2 separate regions of the Mus musculus genome follow, and region 1 is linked to region 2. A link is a contact called in public HiChIP or PLAC-seq data. All regions are on one chromosome and are shown on one strand. The core of a region is the stretch at or near the end of the contact, and the rest is flanking DNA. Distances in the headings are between cores, read along the strand shown.

Region 1 (5,991 bases), core at 583-3,082, 42 kb before region 2:
GAGGAGCTGAGAGTTCTATACCTTCATCCAAAGGCTGCTAGTGGAAGACTGACTTCCAGGCAACTAGGATGAGGATCTTATACCCACACCCACAGTGACACACCCATTCCAACCAGGTCACACCTATTCCAACAAGGCCACACCTTCAGATGGTGCCACTCCCTGGTCCAAGGATAAACAAACCATCACACACACTAAATAAATAAATGTAATATTTAAAATCTGAGGGCCATGGAGGTAGCTCAGTGTTGCAGCTGGGTGTGCAGAAGGCAAAGGCAAGAAGATCTCTTGGAGTTGGAAGCTTAGCTTGGTCTATATAATGAGTTCCAGGATAGCCAGAGCTACATTATGAGACCTTGTGTCAAAACAAAACAACAACAGAATAACTGCTGGGCATGGTGGCACATACCTACAATCCCAGCACTTGGAAGGCAGAGGCAAGAGGAGCTCTAAGATTGAGTTTCAGGACAGTCAGGACTGATAGAAAAGCTCTGTCTCAAAAACAAAACAAAACAAACCACCAAAGAGACAAGCAAAAAGAATACATGTTGCTTTTGCCAAAGACTAGAGTTCAGTTCCACTTTAGCCAGTCCACAGCTGCCTCTAAGTCCAGCTGGGAAGGATCAGATGCCCTCTTCTGAACTCTATAAACACCCCCTTCCATCTCACGCCCCTGCTCCCCATCACCACCACCATACTAAGAAAAGAATAGTGCATTCTTAAGTGGTCACTGGACTTGAAATCCTGAAGAGTTATGTAAACACTGTCAATAATTTCATGTATTATCTTCGAGATTTTTCCCATCCATACACAATTATACAAGTAGAAATATTTTAAAAAGGGAATAAGTGGTAAATTCTTATATAGGGAGTTTAAGATCAGCCTAGGCTGTTTAAGGCGAGTCTGTCTCAAAAATCCATACTGGATTAAATTGTATCAGGACAGTGCATCAGGCACATAAGTTCATGCTATCAATATCTGGGAAAGATGGTTTCTTCTATAAGGGCTTCCCCCTCCCTCCACAATTGCTTACAATGGAAACTTACTGCTGTTTACTCTTTAGTAAGTTCAAAGCTAACTAAGACATTTCTTAGTGTTTTAATTTAATGATTCTTCTTTGCATATTTTTTCTTTTCAGACACTTTGAAGGTTAATACATGTGTGTAACTAGAAAGTTAATCTTACCAGAATACTTAAAACAAGTAATCTCTTTTTTTAAAAAAAAAGTTTTCTACTGATATAATGGACTAAATGTAATCTTAAATTTCCCCACGTTAGTCAAGCATGGGTATGGGGGGAAACAGTGTTAAACAATTTAACAATAACCCACAACCCCAGACCAACTAAACAGTAATGCCAGTCTTTGACTATTTATAATTCCTATCTAGGATCTTTTCTAATTAAGGAGATATTTTTAGGGCCTATGCCATAACCATTAAAAATAAAACACATAAAATCAACATGCCAAACGTGATGAAAGTGAAACAAAGTTTCATAAGCAATGACTTGGAGAATTAGGTTAACCACCAAGCTTTTTTTGCATTTCAGTTTTTTACAAATGCATTGTGGGTAGAGCCTAACTAAATATGAAAGTAAACCCGGAGGGCTGAGGGCAGCTACGAGGTCTGCAAGAGATCTGCTGGGAACTCTCGCCCTGCCTCAATAGGTAAGGCAAAATAAGGAAACTGAGTCAAGAGCCTGCTCTGACAGAAACGTAGGGTGGGAGGCAGTACCTCTGAAAACTGGAAGTGTCCTGGGGTCCCAAGGCTTGTGAGTCAGGGAGCCTGGCCTGTTGGGGTGGGGCCTGGCATGTGCCCTGCAAGGGTAGTTCTAGGGTGGAAATAAAGAGTCACATCAGCAGGTGTCACCAGCTAGGATCTGAGCCTTCTGTGAGGCTCTGTGCGTGTAAAATCCCCTTTATGGGTGATTTTTCCTTTTAGCTCCCTCCCCATATTACTCATGGTTTCTTACCCACTGTGGAACTGAGACAGTGACATTTTAAAACAATTAAATATGTATTATGAGAATAAGGACAAAGAGAGAGATTACCTACACTTCGGTGTTATGCACATTAAAAACTGCCAGAATAACACGAAGTTATATCCTGTAAAAAAGGGTGTTTCCCTTGAAGATGTGGGTTGGACCTGGGTGTTTTTGTCAGGCATGAATTAAGCCCGAAACAAAAATATGAAACAGAGTTCACACATAAACCTTTCTCAGGACGTTTTTTTGTCTTGGTTGTTGTTTATCTATTTATTTTAGAATTGTGGAATTGGGAAAGTGGCTCTGAGATGGGACATTTGAAGACATATACAAGTTCCTAGTCTAAACACACACACACATCTTATTGAGAAATTTTGGTAAAGTTTTTCCACTGAGTCAAAATAAAGCAGTTCACTGAAAATATTTCTTAGGTTTTTCCTAGTAAGTAAATGTTCTCCCTGTGATTTCAAAGACAGCGAATTAGTGGGGGAAGGGGGGGGGGAGGCCCAGGTGGCTTCCTAAACCTCTACTGTAATGAACGGGGAGAGTGGAAATGGGTCATTAGGGTTGCACTGGGAATTTCAGAAACGTGAGAGAAACCCTAAATATAAGTTAACATTTAAAATTTGTCCTAGATAAAATGATAGTACCAGGGCTACAGAGATGGCTCAGCCATTGCAGTTGCTTGCTGCTCTTTCAGAGGACCAGAGTTCAGTTCCCATCAAGCAACTTGCAATGACTTGCAACATCAGCTCCCAAGGATCTGACACCCTCTTCTGGACCTCACTTGCAAATATCCACAGACACATACACATAACTGCAAATAAGAAAAGGCGGATCTCTGAGTTCGAGGCCAGCCTGGTCTACAGAGTGAGCTCCAGGACAGCCAAGGCTACACAGAGAAACCCTGTCTTGAAAAAACCAAAAATAAATAAATAAATAAATAAATAAATAAATAAATAAATAAACAAACAAACAAACAAATAAATAAATAAATAAATAAAATTAAAGTACTGGCTCTGCAGAGAACCCAGATTCTATTTCAAGCACCCATGTGGCAGCTCACGATTGTCCATAACTCCAGTTATACGAGATCCAACGCCTTCTTCTGGTCACCTCAGGTACTGCATACTTGTAGAACCCAAACATTCATACCAGCATCCATACACATAAAATAATAAAACTTTTACAAATTAAATAATGGTACCAAAAGCTTAGAGGTTTCTGAAGACTAAGTTAGCTGACACAATGATTTTAGAAGCATATAATTTAGCAAACATATTAGAAATGTTGTCAAATGCTATGTCTTATTTTCTTTTTAAAAATATTTATTTCTTTATGTGTGGATGTGTGGATGTGCATGGTTTTAGGTGTAGAGACCATAAGAGGATATCAGATCCCTCAGATCTGGAGTTAAAGGCATTTTGCGGGACATCTGGCTTATTGTGTGTCTGAGATCCAGGCTCTGGTCCTGATAGCTAGCTGTCACCACTGGGTCATCTCATCAGCTCACAGATGCTAGATGCTAGTTAGAGCCAATAAAAACTTTATAGCTCTGGGGATTTTGTCATCTAACTAAAATGAGAATTTAATACTAGTCATAGTAGTTTGTCTAATAATTTACATGTTTTTCATATTATATCTATAAATTCTAGGCCAGCCAAGTCTACATAGTGAGACGATGAAAAACCTAATGGCAACAACAACCATACCATGCCATACCACACCACACCACAGATTCAATATTATATGGCCTTGAAATCTCCACCATAGAAAATTTACTTTTTAAAAAAAGATTTTTCTTAAGGTGTATAGGTGTTTTAGCTACCTGTATTTACATGCATCACACAAGTCTGGTGATCACAGAGGCCAGAGGTGGCTTTTATCCCATGAAACTGAAGTCGCAGATGGGTGTGAGCTGCCATGTGGGTGTTGGGAATCGAATCTGGGTACTCTGAAGGAACAGTCAGTGCTCTTAACCACTGAGCCATTTCTCTGATTCCCTCCTACATTACTTTTTCAATCTAGTCTCAGACAAGTTCTTAGGAAAACAGCAGAAGGCATCCAAATTCTTTGTCACAATATTACAGGAATGACCTCTAACCCAGTTCTAATAATGTTCTCCTCTAAAATCACGTGAACTGGACCTCCATACCCTGCATTGTTCTCAGTACTACTGTCTTTTAAACTCCTACTAGGATGGCCCTTTAAACTCGGATTAATGATCTGTTAAACTGCCTTTTCTAGCTGGGCGTGGTGGCGCATGCCTTTAATCCCAGCACTCGGGCGGCAGAGGCAGGCCAATTTCTGAGTTCGAGGCCAGCCTGGTCTACAAAGTGAGTTACAGGACAGCCACGGCTACACAGAGAAACCCTGTCTTGCAAAACCAAAAAACAAAAACAAACAAAAATACCTGCCCTTTCTAGTCCAAACTTCCAAAGTCGTCTACCACATTCCTTTAAAAAGAAATGGTCAGGTTCTCTACACTAACACCCTACTCCTGGTACCACTGTTACTACTGTGATAAGAACACTTTACTAATGCAAGTTACAGAATAATTTAGATTTGTTTGTCCATAGTGATAATAGTTAATCACAATGGGAAAGCATGGCAGCAAGCAGCAGACATAGTTGCTGGAGCAGGAAGCCAAGAACCTATAAGCAAACCAACAAATAATAATAATTATGAGATGCACAACAACATACATAACAGAAAATAAATAAGGTAAACCCAATTTTTAAAAAATAGTCTTTATTTTATGTATTATGACCATTTGGCCTATATGTAGGTCTGTGTACATGTGTGTCTGGTGCTTTTGGTGGCCAGAAGAGGGTGCTAATCCCCTGAACTGAAGTTACAGATGACTGTGAACTGCCATGTGGATACTGGGAGTTGAACCCTGGTCCTCTGTAAGAACAGCCAGTGCTCTTAACTGCAGGGCCATTGTCTTAGTTAGGGTTTCTATTCCTGGACAAAACATCATGACCAAGAAGCAAGTTGGGGAGGAAAGGGTCTATTCAGCTTACATTTCCAAATTGCTGTTCATCACTAAAGGAAGTCAGGACTGGAACTCAAGCAGGTCAGGAAGCAGGAGCTGATGCAGAGGCCATGGAGGGATGTTCTTTACTGGCTTGCTTCCCCTGGCTTGCTCAGCCTGCTCTCTTATAGAACCCAAGACTACCAGCTCAGAGATGGTCTCACCCACAAGGGGACCTCCCCCCTTGATCACTAATTGAGAAAATGCCCCACAGCTGGATCTCATGGAGGCATTTCCCCAACTGAAGCTCCTTTCTCTGTGATAACCCCAGCCTGTGTCAAGTTGACACAAAACCAGCCAGTACAGCCATCTTTTCAGTTCCTAACTTCTGCCAATTTTTGTAATAAAGGACATAATCATGGATCGTGAGACTAAAAGGTTTTCCAACTTCCTCTTCAAAGGCAACTTTCTGGATTCCTTCTCATCCTGTATAAATATATAACAAGAAGCTGTAGGAGGCAGGCTGGGATTGGGGACCTGGTATAGCTGGTAAAGAAATAATTCTGAAGACTGGAGGAAGGGGTTGGGACCTTTGTATCACTTACAATCCTGGGACTTAGTGACCTACGAGAGTTTATTACATTACATATTCTAGCAGTGGCTTGCAGAGACTCTCTGAAGTGATTATAGATGACTCTGTAAGAACCTACTTTTAGAGTAACACAACACAATTTGCTTTCTAGCCCAAAGCCCTGAAAATAATTAGGCTGGAGTTCAGACAAATGCCTTAAAAGACAATTGTGTCTGGTTTATCCAAACTTCTTGAAAAAAAATAATTTTGTTCTCATCCAAAGAGAGCTTGCCTTTTAGATTCCTCCTGGTTTATTGAATAGTAAATGACCTTGAAGTGGAAATTTAAGGGTTCTTTGGAAAGTTGGTTGGATGGTATTTTGCTGGGGCAAACACATGGAGGAACATTTAGCTGAAGTGGACACAGGAGAGAGGATGTTCTGCTAAAGCAAACCTGTGAA
Region 2 (5,513 bases), core at 136-2,635:
CAGGCTGTAGGTCCAGCTAGTCCAACAATTACTGTTTACCAACGGAAAACCCAAGAATCCGCTAGTTCTTGAGTCTACAAGCCTGGGTGTCTTTGGCTGAAGGAAGCCAGAAGATGTGTGCTCTAATGCCAGTGAAGGATTATGTATATATTCCTTCTTTCTATATATTCTGAAAATCTATATACATATTCATTCTCAGTTCTCTATCCATTCTATCAGTGAAGGAATGAATACATTCATTTATTCATTCATTCATTCAACCTGTTCCTCTAGAGAACCACGACCAATACAGATACATAACTTCCAGAGTGTTACAAATTCTCAGTCTGAACTCTTCACTATTGAACCTGTTTTCACAGGTCTGTGGGATTTTGCCATTCAGATGCATCTTATTAAAAGTAAATTTGAAATACCATTATTCACCTCATTGCCAGATAACTGAACAGGGAGTGGGGGTTGGGCTGCGTACTGTATAAGCAGCTCATTTCTATTCCTCGGGGAGAAAGGTTGACTCCCAAGATGCCATTGACAAATGTTGCAAACTCCTTACACTTTGCTGAGAAAACATGGGGTGAGCTATTTGCTCTCAAAAGTTGTTAATAAACAACTTGAAACCTTGATAAGTGCTAAGAACCATAAACGCAGCTTGGAAGGCCTTTCAGAGAAATCTGGTCGCCTTTTCTTCCGTCGTCAGGGGATTAGGCACCAGTTTTGCTAGCCAAAGCCTCCAAGGTGCCGAAAGGAACCGCACTAACTTTATCTGCCTACTGGTGCTCTCCGTGAGGAGCGAGGGCCGCCCCGCATTGAATCCCCTGTGGGGCCGGTCACACGCCTTCCTTTCAGTGGCGCCAACAAAAGTGTTGGACCCCGGGCCCAGTATGGCACGCCGGAGAAGAGGGCGGTTAAGACCGTTACCAACCCGAGTTTTGAACTATTTCAAACTTGGCTCAGGCGCCCGCCCGTCTCCTCCCCTCCCCCTCCCGAGAACCACTCAGCGCCCATTCCCGCCAAGAGCTGGCCCGCCCCCCGGCCGGTTCCCGCCATCCCGACCTCCCCGCCTCCTGCCCATAGCGGGCTTCGGGTCCCGCCAAGTGCCCGGCCTCCGCCTGCCTGTCCATGGCTTTCCTGAGAGGTACCGCACGTTGGCAAAAGAACAAAGACAGCGACTGTGGTGCTTCCACCCAGCAAGCCGCGTTCCTCAGAGCGAGCCCTGTCACTCGCGCACGCGCTGGTGAGCCTCGCGCTCCCAGGGCTGGAGCTCGCTCCGAAGGCTCCCAGCCCGTTCGGCCCTCTGATTGGACGGGCGCCCTCTCGCATCCTCCAATCGGAGAGGCGCTTGATAGTGCTGGGGGGGCCAAATAAAAGCGATGGCGATTGGGTTGCTGCGTTTGGCGCTCGGTCCGGTCGCGTCCGACACCCAGTGGGACATCGAAGGCAGTGGAGTCCCGGCGGCGGCGGTGGCGGTGGCGGCGGGTTGGGGGCGACGCGCGGGAGAGGCGCGGGCTGGCGCGCGGGACGAAGGTAGTCCGCGCCGTCGGCCGCCGGTGGTCGGCAGTCAGGGATCTGGAACGCGCCCCGGGGCGGCGGCGGCGGCGGCGGCGATCGCGGGACCTCCGCGCGGGTGCCTGGCCAGTCTTCGGCATCGCCCAAGCGGGTCTCACTCGAGCGCCGCTTTTGTAGGCGCGGAGGGAGGGCTAGGGGACAGCTTTCTGAGCGGTCGTGAGGTGTGTGGCGGTCCCCGCGGTCCCACGAGTGAACTGTGGATTCCGGCAGACGCGGGCGGGCGGGGGCCGGGAGTGGGGGCTTCTGTCCCGGAGCCTGGTCCCGCCTGGCCGGGGCTGGGGGCGTTCCTGTGGCCGATCGGGGCCGGCAGCGCTGAGCCTCAAGTCTTCTTTGTGTGGCTGGGAGGCGGGAGCGCCCGGGTAGGACGGGACTTACACACAAGTTGGTGGGACCGAGTCGAGAGTCTGCACTCAGACAAAGGACAGACTGTGTCTCGGAAGGGGAGGGGAGGACGCGACACTCGGGGCTCCCGCCGCGCGGGTGGGGGCGTGGGGAGGCGCGACGCGAGCGCGAGTGGGCAGGGCTCGTCCTTGCCTGGCCCTGCTGGGGGCGACCGGCTAACGCCGGGCCTTGCTAAGGCGGGACTGCGTGCACAATGTGGGAACTCCCTTAGCCCTGCGGCTGACATTTCCCCGAGAGCCGGGAGTCTCCCACTGCCTCGGGCTGCTAGTGTCCTCGACTGGCTTTGTGCTAAGTTCGATGGAAGAGTCCAGCTGTGTTTCCTTCTCTCACTTCATTATACAGCCCCCCTTGCACGCACCAGATCGTATGCTTCAGGGCTACTTTTTGAAAATGGGAGAAATTGAGAAAGCACGGGCTTTCGGAAAACTTGGTGAATGTCTTGTGAGTTCTACTTTCTAAAGGACCAAAACCTGAAAGAAAAACAAAATCTGTTTTGGCCAACTTGTGTGCTTTTGAGAATGGTGACAGGTGCTAACGAAATCAACTGTCATTTACTCAGTGATTATTCCCCAAATCTCCAGGGGTAGGTTGTTAAAGACTAGATGATCGAAATAAAATACCCACGAGAAATGTGGGTTTACGCTGTAGAATTGACAGTTTCTTTTTAGTGGGTCACGTTTCCCGTGAACAATAGCTTTGGTGAGTCAGAAAAGGCATTTGTTGCCTAAGAAATTCGAGTGTATTCTTGTCACAATTCAAAGAAACTTACTTTGCTTATTAACAGGATCTGTAGAATCTAAATTCATCTGAAGTAAAAATTTGTCTTTGATATTTAAAATACCGTACAACAACGCTACAACGCCTTTTCAGTTTCAGGAAAGTCGTTATCAGTTTAATTCTATGGGTTTTTAATGGCACATAAAACATTTGAAAAATACTAATGCTGTCACAGTTGAATGTAGTTTATATTTTTGGCGATTTAAAAATGTATTTTCAATTACTTTTTATTAATGAATATTAGCAGTGAATTCATATTCAGGAATAAAAGTCAATTTTACTTAGAAGAATGTGGAAATATTTAGGTTATATTTAATTTCCTGTTCTTGTATTCTCAAGTTGGAAACGGATTGGATTCTGGTCTTAAACGAAAAGAATCCTGCCTTTTCTCTTTGGAGAGGTGTACTAGAGAATGAAAATTGCATTAGGAAAACTTAGGAAAATTGCATCCTATATTCTAATTTTGATGGGTTTTGAATATATTTCTTAAAAAAAAAAACAAAAAAAAACCAAAAGAACAGACTCTTGTTGCACTGTTTCATCTAATGAAGACCTAAAGTACATCTGCTAATTTACGGTTTCATATGAATGGAGACAAAGAAATGCAGTGTCAAATTTCTGTTGTTTCTGATTTGCAGGAGCATCGTAGAATAGACATTCCAGGTGCAGCTCTAAATGTTGAGATTGTAGCATAAGGTTTATGTTTACATTAAAATCCTATTGATAATCTCATTCATTATGAGGTGAGCTAGTTGTATAGAATTTTGGTAGAAAATTAGTTTAGAATTTAACAATTCAGTTTTGCCTGAATATGTGATTTTTTCCTGTAGTTGACATTTGCTGTTTTGTACTTGCCACATATATTTCCTTAACTCTCTGAAGAATTGGTTGAAAATATTGCCTTATGTTTCGGTAGAAATGAGAAATGTTTAAGAAGTCTAAATAGGGATAGAAAAAGCCACTTGTTGACATGTGTAGCTAGAAGTGTTCTTTTTGGTACTGATATTCTTTTGCATGGATACATGTGATTATTTTTGTGTTGGCTATGTAAAGGTTTTAGTCAGATTTTCCAAATCACACCAAAATTCATTTGCTTTAGGTTGTCCTTTATCCTTTGAAGTCATATGCTCAAGAAGTTTAGATTTATTTTATTACTAGCCTTTAAATAATAATGAAGAAAGTTGATTTGCCTTAAAAAAACGAACAAAGGAAAATTTCTCTGCTGATAAAATGATTTATGGGCTATAGAAATGGTTTATAGATTAGCTTTGAAGTCTTTATGTCAGTGTAGATGGTGAATTTTTCAGTACATTCCATAGTAGTTATAGGTTGGTAGAATCTTTACGGTGGAACATGGGTAGAAAGGAACAATTCATTAAATTCAGAGAAAGGTCCATCAGAGTATGTGCTTTATTTTAGAGATGTTGTCCCAGAAGTCTCAGACACTCACAGAGTTTTGTTCATACTTATATTATTGCATGTATCAAATTGTTCACTTGTTTATGCTTCACACTGTCTAAGTGTTGTGGGACAAAGTTTCTGTCCTATTTTTGATTGGTTGCCTAACACTTAGGTTGGTAGTTTCCAGAGAATAGTTAATAACCAAGTGATTTAAGGAAATTGGAAAGATACAGTGAAATAAATTGACAGAGAAATTTGGAAAACAGTGAGATATAAATAAAACTGCTTACTATGAAACCCAAGTTTGATTCCTGGAACCTGGTACAGGGGAAGAGAGAACCGACTCCCCAAAAAAGCTATCTTATGTGTTCATGCATGGGTTCACATATTCTTCCTCAATAATAAAGAAAATTGGCAAAGCAGACAGGCTAGGTCTTCCTCCCTCACTTGCTATGTAACTCAGATTAGTCTTGAATTTACTATGTAGCCCAGACAGGCCTTAAATTTGAGGCAGTCCTATCCTACCTCACTTGGCTTTTGAGTGCTAGGATAGGCCACTATACCTGCCTGCCTTCTTTCCTTCCTTCCTTCCTTCCTTCCTTCCTTCCTTCCTTCCTTCCTTCCTTCCTTTCTTTCTTTCTTTCTTTCTTTCTTTCTTTCTTTCTTTCTTTTCAATTTTTTATTAGATATTTTCTTCATTTACATTTCAAATGCTAGCCCAAACTTACTTTCTTTTTTTGAGACTAGGTCTTTATTTGTAGCTGTGGCTGACCTGGATTTGAGGTCCTCCTGTTTAGTCTTTTGAGTGCTAGTTTTATAAATGTGTACCACCAGGTTCTGCTTTTCTTTTTTTCTTTTTTGAAGTAGATCTTGCTGTGTTGTTCATAACTGTCTCAAACTATTAGTTTTTCATGATATTCCTATCTTAGCCTCCTGAGTAGCTAAGATGATAGGCATGTGCCACTATATTTGGCTTGAAGGTGGCAAGACTTTTAACTGAAGGATACCTTGTTGTAATTTCAGGTAGGTTTTGAAGCTAAAATTGAAGGAAGCAATGACTAATTATAAGTCACTTATTGGGTTGTTCTTCATCATTCTTCTATGGTCCTGTACACTGCTGTGCAGTTCTGTAACCTGATCTTCATTCTTTTTTTTGTTTTTTTTTTGTTGTTGTTGTTGTTGTTTTTTTCTGAGACAGGGTTTCTCTGTATAGCCCTGGCTGTCCTGGAACTCACTTTGTAGACTAGGCTGGTCTTAAACTCAGAAATCTGCCTGTTTGGGATTAAAGGCGTGCGCCACCATGCAGGGCTCTTCATTCTTTCTTAATGTCAAAAGTAGAGACAAATCTAATAGTATCTCAAAAGTTATAG

The links. HiChIP or PLAC-seq counts read pairs in DNA pulled down with a chosen protein or histone mark.
Region 1: a contact with region 2 is called in an H3K27ac HiChIP or PLAC-seq map of CD8 T cells, with 27 times the contacts expected there. The contact joins the enhancer-like site here to the promoter of Ezh2 in region 2. A contact is called at or near these places in 6 of 39 promoter capture datasets (the 3T3-L1 cell line, the C10 cell line, cranial neural crest and 3 more), 3 of 15 datasets of contacts at CTCF or cohesin (CD8 T cells, the NIH/3T3 cell line and pro-B cells), 29 of 484 Hi-C or Micro-C datasets (the 63-12 cell line, B cells, the Ba/F3 cell line and 19 more), 33 of 115 datasets of contacts at active chromatin or transcription factors (the 230-238 cell line, CD8 T cells, DN3 thymocytes and 22 more) and 4 of 9 other capture datasets (adipose tissue, liver, macrophages and 1 more).

Annotation. Positions count from the first base shown.
Region 1 is chr6:47,632,497-47,638,487 of GRCm38.p6, reverse strand. No RefSeq gene overlaps it. Among named protein-coding and RNA genes, the nearest start is that of Gm40371, 16 kb to the left of the region's middle. Within about 2 kb of position 1,832, at least 116 of the 459 cell types and tissues checked have an H3K27ac peak or open chromatin away from gene starts, as enhancers often do. A contact at or near this core is called in the 230-238 cell line, the 63-12 cell line, B cells and 22 more, where this site is marked.
Region 2 is chr6:47,590,902-47,596,414 of GRCm38.p6, reverse strand. Ezh2 (enhancer of zeste 2 polycomb repressive complex 2 subunit) reads left to right here and starts at 1,385. Exons shown (of 20, transcript NM_007971.2): 1 at 1,385-1,521. F830010H11Rik (RIKEN cDNA F830010H11 gene) reads right to left here and starts at 1,206. Exons shown (of 1, transcript NR_168258.1): 1 at 1-1,206.